Regions from separate parts of the Rattus norvegicus genome. Here region 2 is linked to region 1. A link is a contact called in public Hi-C data. All regions are on one chromosome and are shown on one strand. Each heading gives the region's core, a stretch centred on a gene start, on an enhancer-like site or on the middle of the called end of the contact. The rest is flanking DNA. Distances are from core to core; before and after follow the strand shown.

Evidence for each region. Hi-C and Micro-C count contacts between places; a contact is called where the count stands out from the background.
Region 2: a contact with region 1 is called in a Hi-C map of the A7r5 cell line, with 5 times the contacts expected there. The contact joins two enhancer-like sites. A contact is called at or near these places in 2 of 12 Hi-C or Micro-C datasets (the A7r5 cell line and frontal cortex) and 1 of 1 datasets of contacts at active chromatin or transcription factors (oligodendrocytes).

The regions. Positions count from the first base shown.
Region 1 is chr6:73,813,937-73,817,462 of GRCr8, forward strand. No RefSeq gene overlaps it. Among named protein-coding and RNA genes, the nearest start is that of Prkd1, 41 kb to the left of the region's middle. Within about 2 kb of position 2,100, at least 13 of the 93 cell types and tissues checked have an H3K27ac peak or open chromatin away from gene starts, as enhancers often do.
Region 2 is chr6:74,120,150-74,123,835 of GRCr8, forward strand. No RefSeq gene overlaps it. Among named protein-coding and RNA genes, the nearest start is that of Prkd1, 350 kb to the left of the region's middle. Within about 2 kb of position 1,747, at least 12 of the 93 cell types and tissues checked have an H3K27ac peak or open chromatin away from gene starts, as enhancers often do.

The DNA of each region.
Region 1 (3,526 bases), core at 850-3,349:
AGCATGTATATGAATGGGTGATACAGTACTTTTCAGCTATTACAGTGGCACCTTTCAGAGCAAACTTCTTCCTATTTCAAGAAAGATCATTTTAATGTTTTTATCTACCTAGGTCAGCTTCCTTCTTTCTTATCTTGGTTACAGACAGAAACTTCCTTCCGAATATACTGAAAAAATTCATATCTATAGTAAGTGGGAGAAATCATCATGGGATTAATTATTCGTGGAAAACACAGGAATAGTTGGGATGTCTATCTCTACATGTATGTATCTACATTTGTACTCTTGCCATCCATGAGTCTGGCTTAAAAAGAGAATAAATAAAATGTAAATGGAGGCAGATTAGAACTGTCTAATTGTCATAAAACAATAGTTTCTCATCCTCCAAAATTTATATTTAAAAATTGTTCAATGTATCTTTGTTCACCAAGCACTTTAATTAACACCTATTACGTGGTGATTATATCATTCAACATTTAAGTGCTTAATTTGCAATCTGGAATTACAGGCATTCCCCGATAAAGATATATTTTCATTTGTTGCATTTGTATTTTTAGTAGAAGACAAAAATAAGCAGATACTTATATGATAATATGAACCTAGATCCATAAACACGAGTTTCCCCCTCCTTTCCATTGCACTTGAGATTAAAACACAGGAACAGTCTATTTTTATGTGCTGAGCTGTTGGATGTTTTTTCCACGTCGTGAGGGGTTGGAAGTACTGTACCTGCCATCTACTGGAAGTCTGTGGGAGGTACATTTCCCTAGGAACAACTCCACTCCTCTGGAGAGAGGCTAGAAAATACTGCTGGTGCTATTTGAGGAAATTGTATCAGAGGCTTTGAGGTCGTTTAGTGCTATTAAAGAAAATTAAAAAAAAAAATGACCTCATTAATCCTGGGCACAAAATGGACCTAGTTAAATCTGAAAAGGAAAAAGGAAAGAGTGACTCACCTTTGAAATGTTAAAGTTTCTACAAGGCCGGGGTGGGGTGGGGGGGTGGGGGGGGAGAACAACTCATGTCCTTCCCTAGATTCTCACTGGGAGGAGAGCTCTGGCTTGGGGCTGTGTGTGTGTGTGTGTGTGTGTGTGTGTGTGTGTGTGTGTGTGTGTACGGGCGGCTGGCATGTATCACAACTCTTGCAGTTATGTCTTGGCTCAAGGGGCAGCCGGGATTTTCTTTCTTTCTTTCTTTTTTTTAAAGTTAATTTTGTTGAGCATTTCTGGGCTTCATTGGACTGTTTGACAAAGGCCAGGTGCTAAAATGAGAGGAGACAAGATTTGGAGACTGTACTGAAGTGACAAAGAACAGCAAACAATCAGACACCATGGTTACTTCTTTAATTACAAGCTTTGGGAACTATATTTAATTCCTCCCACTATGCTCTGGGTCAAATAGCTACTTTCTGCAACCTGCACACCTACAAGGACAATTCATGGACTTGTATTGCAATCTCATCAGTCCATTTTTTTTGCCTAAACAGTTTTTTAATATAATTTATGTAAGGACTCCTTTTTCCTGAGATTCAAAAAGACAAACAGCCATTTAATTCTGTTTTTATGAATGGCTGTTAGTGTTTTAAAGATTTAAAGACAGAGTTCAATGCTTCCATGCTTCTGGTAGCTAGATGAAAACATCAAATGAGTTGAGATGAGTTACGGCTTTCCACATGACACGCTCAGCTTGAAAGTTTCATACCGGATGGCAGCATCAGTGCTAGGGTGAATGGCTGCACTAAGGTCCCATTTGTAGTGTGCAATGTTCAGTTCAGCGTGCTTCGCACCAGTTGGGACTACTTCCATGACCTCACATTACCTCTAATGAAATTCTAAAATAAACATTGGATTTGAAATTGAACCAGGAATGTCCTTGAGCCACTGTCATGTGAACAAAGACAAAAAGGGGGAGGGTATAAAACTATGTGCTAGAAGTGTCCTTGACATTGGGCACTAGGAGTATCCACTTAAACTTGGAAATTCAAACAAGGAGATCACTTTCCACACAAGTTTCAGTCTTAAATTAGCATACTGGAGCACAGGAGGGAGAACACAGTGGCAGCTGTTATCTGCAGGGATAGTGGGACAGTTAGGAGGACAAGTCGCACAGAGGGCTCCAGTGCTAAGTGATGAAACAGTAGGACTTTTATGTTGAGCAGACAGACAGACCAAGACACAGAAAATCCTTCCGCCACTGGGGGCGGGGAGGAGTGCAGGAAGCAGTGTTTAAAATGCATAGCCAGACTCAGAAAGAAATACATCCAGTCCGAAGGAGCTAGAAGGAATCAGAAAAGAGAGTGGATTAGGAAACCAGGGCTGCACCCTGACAGCTAGTCAGGAGATGAGGGGTGGGGAGGCGTTAGTCAGTTCTGGAAATTAAGTGAAGGCTTGGGAGCCGCTTGCGTTGGAGAGTAAGATCGTCAAACTTTCACTTCACACACAATGCTACAAAACTGGGCTAAGGGAAATAACATTGTTGGTTTAGGAAATGTGCAGAGAGGGGACTACCTATCTAGTTGCAAAGACAGTGGGTAGAACATTATTGACTGGATCTGGGATCTGGACAGGAAAAATTATTCCACTAAAGATTATCCACTGAAGGAACAAAGATCAGAATTAGACCACAGGAACTTCTGATGATAAATTGAAGCATGCATACAATTAATTTAATTAAAAGAGGAAGGAATCTAAAGTCTAAGAAAGTAATTCAATATTACCCAAAGTACATAAGAGTCTCTCTCTCTCTCTCTCTCTCTCTCTCTCTCTCTCTCTCTCTGTGTGTGTGTGTGTGTGTGTGTGAGTATGTGTGTGCACACACTCACACACACACATACATGGCAAACACATATACAGACCCTCATAGAATAAATAAAAATAACAGTAAATCTTTAAAATAAAATGTATTAGGGCTGGAGAGATGCTCCAGTAGTTGAGGGTACTGGCTGATCTTCCAGAGGAATTGGGTTCAATTTCCAGCACCCACATGGCAGCTCACAACTGTCTGTAATACAGCTCCAAGTGATTTGACACCCTCCACAGGCAAAAATCCAGGTAAAACACCAATGCACATAATAATTAATTACTTAATTAGTTAATTAATGTATCATACAGTCTATAATTTCATCGGTGTTTAAAACATTAAAAAGCTACTTGTATGTTTGTATAAAGGATGTTTATTTTCTTTATATTAGACTCCGTCTAGCTGCTTTGTTTTCTATAATTGTTATTGAGCATAATTAAAGATGATTGCTAGGAAAAACCTGAAACAGGAAAATTTCAGGGGACAATGTATAGTAACTTATTAAAAGGTCACTGGAATGTATTGGGCATGATTGAAGAGTAACTCAATGCTCAGAAAAATCAGTTTGCTAGTCATGAAAGGACTCCTAATGACATACTGCCATACGCTTAGCTCAGGACCTCACTCAGCCAACATCTGAGAGGCTTCCTCTTGGAGTAGATAGAAATTAATACAGAGACCCACAAGTAGACAATGTGAAGAGAGTGACAGATGTAGGAGCACTCGA
Region 2 (3,686 bases), core at 497-2,996, 310 kb after region 1:
TTTCCTTTCTTAGCACTTTCTTATTCCAGAGTTAGTAGAGTGCTAGATTTCCAAACCTTACTCACTAAATAACCACACAGTGCTTGAATTTATACGCTTTTAACCCAGATTTTTGAGACTTAGATGTTGTCAGATACAAGCCAAGAACAACTACAATGTATGGCATTTTTATGGCATTTGTTTTTATATGGAGGGGGGTCTGTACCACCATACATGTGTGGGAAGCAGAAGACAGAGGTAGGTCTTTGACCACATGAGTCCCAGGGATTGAACTCCTGTCACCAGGCTTGACAGCAAGCACAATTACACCCAGCATCATCCCCCTTGTTCAATAATTTATAGTTGCACAACATGGAAAGAGTTTAAAACATCCAGTCAATGGCTAGTTCATACCTCATTTGGATGCTGATAATAACCATAAGCACATTACTAATTATTTGTCAACTTCAGCCTATAGAAAACGATCCAGAACATAGGCTTATCATGAGAACTAAATAGTGAAAGTGTCTGTGGACTGTTTAATACCAGACTGACAGCTTGGACTGTCATTATTGTCTTTGTAGTAGAGGAGATGTTATGTGGTATTTGAGTACTCATTTTGTTTCCGATTTTTATCTTTTTTCATTTTTCAGTATTATGTGACTGCCAAATAAGAAAAGACAGACATTTATTGAGTAGGAAAATGAATAAGAAGATTTTGCTTTGGCCATTACTATTAAAATAGAACTTTGACTTTGAATTGCTCAGTTAGGGATCATGAAGAAGAGTTTCCGAGGGTAAGTAGGTTCAACCATTCATGGATTTTTGAAACGTTTGGGGTGTCTGTCTTGGTAGCATGTCAAATGGCCTGCCCTTGCTGGGTCAGGCTTGGTGTCTCAGGTAGCAACTTGTTTTGATCAAGAAAATGTAGTGCCAGTCTACAAACAAATATGGTGGCATACAATGAGCCCAGCCCTATAGACTAGGATGTACATGAGTTTAAGGAGCCCACTTTGTAAATATTCTAAATAGTAGGTGAGAATGTGAAGAGTAAGATGTGTGTCTCTTTAAGTAAAACAAACGTTATGTGCTCACACTTTCACCTTCTGCAAAACGAGCTGGGCGTCACAGAATGCGTTCTTCCTAGAATCACTGCATCCAGACGTTCAGACATACCATACCCCTCACTTCCCTAAGTTTTCACCTCTGTGTAATGCATACAGACATATGGACAGACCAACAACAATCCTGAAGGGAGCTGCAACCACCCAGCATGTACATTTTGCAGATCCTTCAACCAGTTTCCCATCCTGCCCATCCCCTACGCAAATCAGGTTTGAATGCCCAAGCTCGTCACCTGGTATACAAAAACGCAGTCTAACACTGTATTTATTAGCAAACCCTTTCCCTTATGTTTAATTTATTGTTACAGTTTTTAAATGTACAAACAGTTATACCAGTTTTATACACAAAACCACAGGTACCGTTTTGTATCTGTCAAAATTCCAGCAGCCTGCGGTGAGAGACAGTTGAATAGATGTCCTGTGCTGCCACCTAGTGCTTTTGTGAAGACATGGCCGTGTCTTCACCAGGAAACAAAGGCAACTCGAGGCGCACGTATTATGGAATAGCTTCTCTAGAGCATTATCAAACAGATGCATTTATGATACTTGGACCATATTCCCCGCAACCTCACAACCTAGCTTGTTTTCACACAATAGCAGCTTACATCCCTGCTCTTCACTGACAAAACTCTGGCCTCCTAGCCTAGGGGCATCTGGTTTAAATCCAAACTGACTGGGCAAGCAAAATGCTCTCAGTTCTGAGCCTCTTTCTACAGCTCCCATCTGGCCAAGGTTTCCTTGGCAAGTCTCTTCCTCCTGGAGGGACAGTTTAATCTGAATGTCTGGCCTATTACTTCAATTTGGGTAGAAGGTATAAATGAGTCAGACAGCTTTAAAAAAATCATTATCTTTAAAATTGACTAAAGCAGCAGCCATTTTCTTTGCAGCATCCAAAAGTGAAGCTTCTGAATTTTCTTCCTCCTCAGCACACAGGGTTTGTATCACGAGTTAGACCTTAGGTCTGCCTCTGAGTTCCTCCCCTTTTCGCTGCCCGAGTCTCCAAAACACCATTCTTCTCCTCAATTAATAAATTAGCATGTTGCAGTTACACAAACAGTATTCTTAAAAGTACTATATTAGGCACTGGTTAGTGGGTGGATAAAGAAAAAGAAAATAGCCTTTCAGTGTGTCTGTGGATACCACCTCCTGCCTCTTAGCCCACACAGTCTCTTTTCTTTTCAGACCTTCTAGAACCTTGGACCCACTAACCCTTTCCTTGTATTGCTTCTCTTTCTCTACCTATGCCTGTCTCCTCCTGTAAGAATATTAGTACTTTGCACAATCCTTTCAACATTCCTCCTACCACTAAATTTCTTTATCCATGTTTTACCCCAGTGCAATGAATTCACCAAGCCCTTGCGTTATTGTCTAAATGTGCAAATTAGAGCCAGCCCTTTTTGTAGAGCCCAGGAACTGGGTGCCAGGGCTGGGTCATGCTTCTGAGCCTGACTTCTGAAGACTCTGACACTGGCTGTGTCTTTCTCTAAACAGCGTTTTGGCAATCCATGTCTCCAGTCAGTCACCACTTAGCCTGTAAGGAACTTCACTCTGGTGAATTCCCTTTACCCTTCTGGAATCCATTGCTTTGCCATAGCTCCCGACTGAATTTCTTTCTACTTGTTTATTTGTATTTGTCAAATGCCCCCATTGTCTTCCACCCTTCATGTTTTATTTTTTTAATATGAACTTCATCTGAATTTGAATTTTATATGCTTACCTTTATAAATACTTTCACCCACCCCTCCTTGGAACTGTCCAGGCTTCGTGATGGTGATGATTTTGACAACAATGGCGTGAGTGGTTCACTTGATACCCCTTCTTCAAAAACGAAGCCAAATCATCCATTTCTACTGTGTTTTTCTAACCACTTTCCAGGTCCGTACTACACTCATTTTATCAGCAAAATGGCTGTTGATTGTAACCATCTACATTGAGTTAGTAATCCCCGTATTCATGGTTCTCACCCTTGCCAAACGTGTCTGAAGCACCAGGAGCCTGAAATTTCAGTGATGCTGAGCCACTTGGACACATTGGGTTTATACTTATATGACCCCCATCTTTATCTATATATTCTGCCAGTGAAAAATATGTTTAAGGCCTTATTGCTTTACCCCAGGATTGCAAACTTCCTTTGGCTTCTAACTCAACTCTTATGCCCAGTCATATCAAAAAGGAATCGTGGTTAGTCTTTCAGCCATTATGCTCTCATGCAACTCACCTGTACAAACCCACAAGCACATCTATTGGTTCTCCCTATCTTGTTTATATCATTTCTACGTGGGTGTGCATATAGCTTCTATGATAGACCCTACTCTAACTCCATCTGATCTCTTCTACTTGTTCTCTGAATATGTCCCATGTTTCAGTCAGCTTTGTCTTTCTGGCATTTCTTATAAAGGGATATTTTTGCACACAGCATTTCTTGCCCTCTGAATTCTCATTCATACTTTCTAAAAACTAAACCTTACTAATCTCTCAAAATGCACATACAGAGAGTGCAGATAAGACTCAGCTGATAAATTGCTTTCAATGAGAGCACGAGGGCCTGAGTTCAGGTTCCTGCATCCACATAAAAAGCCAGGC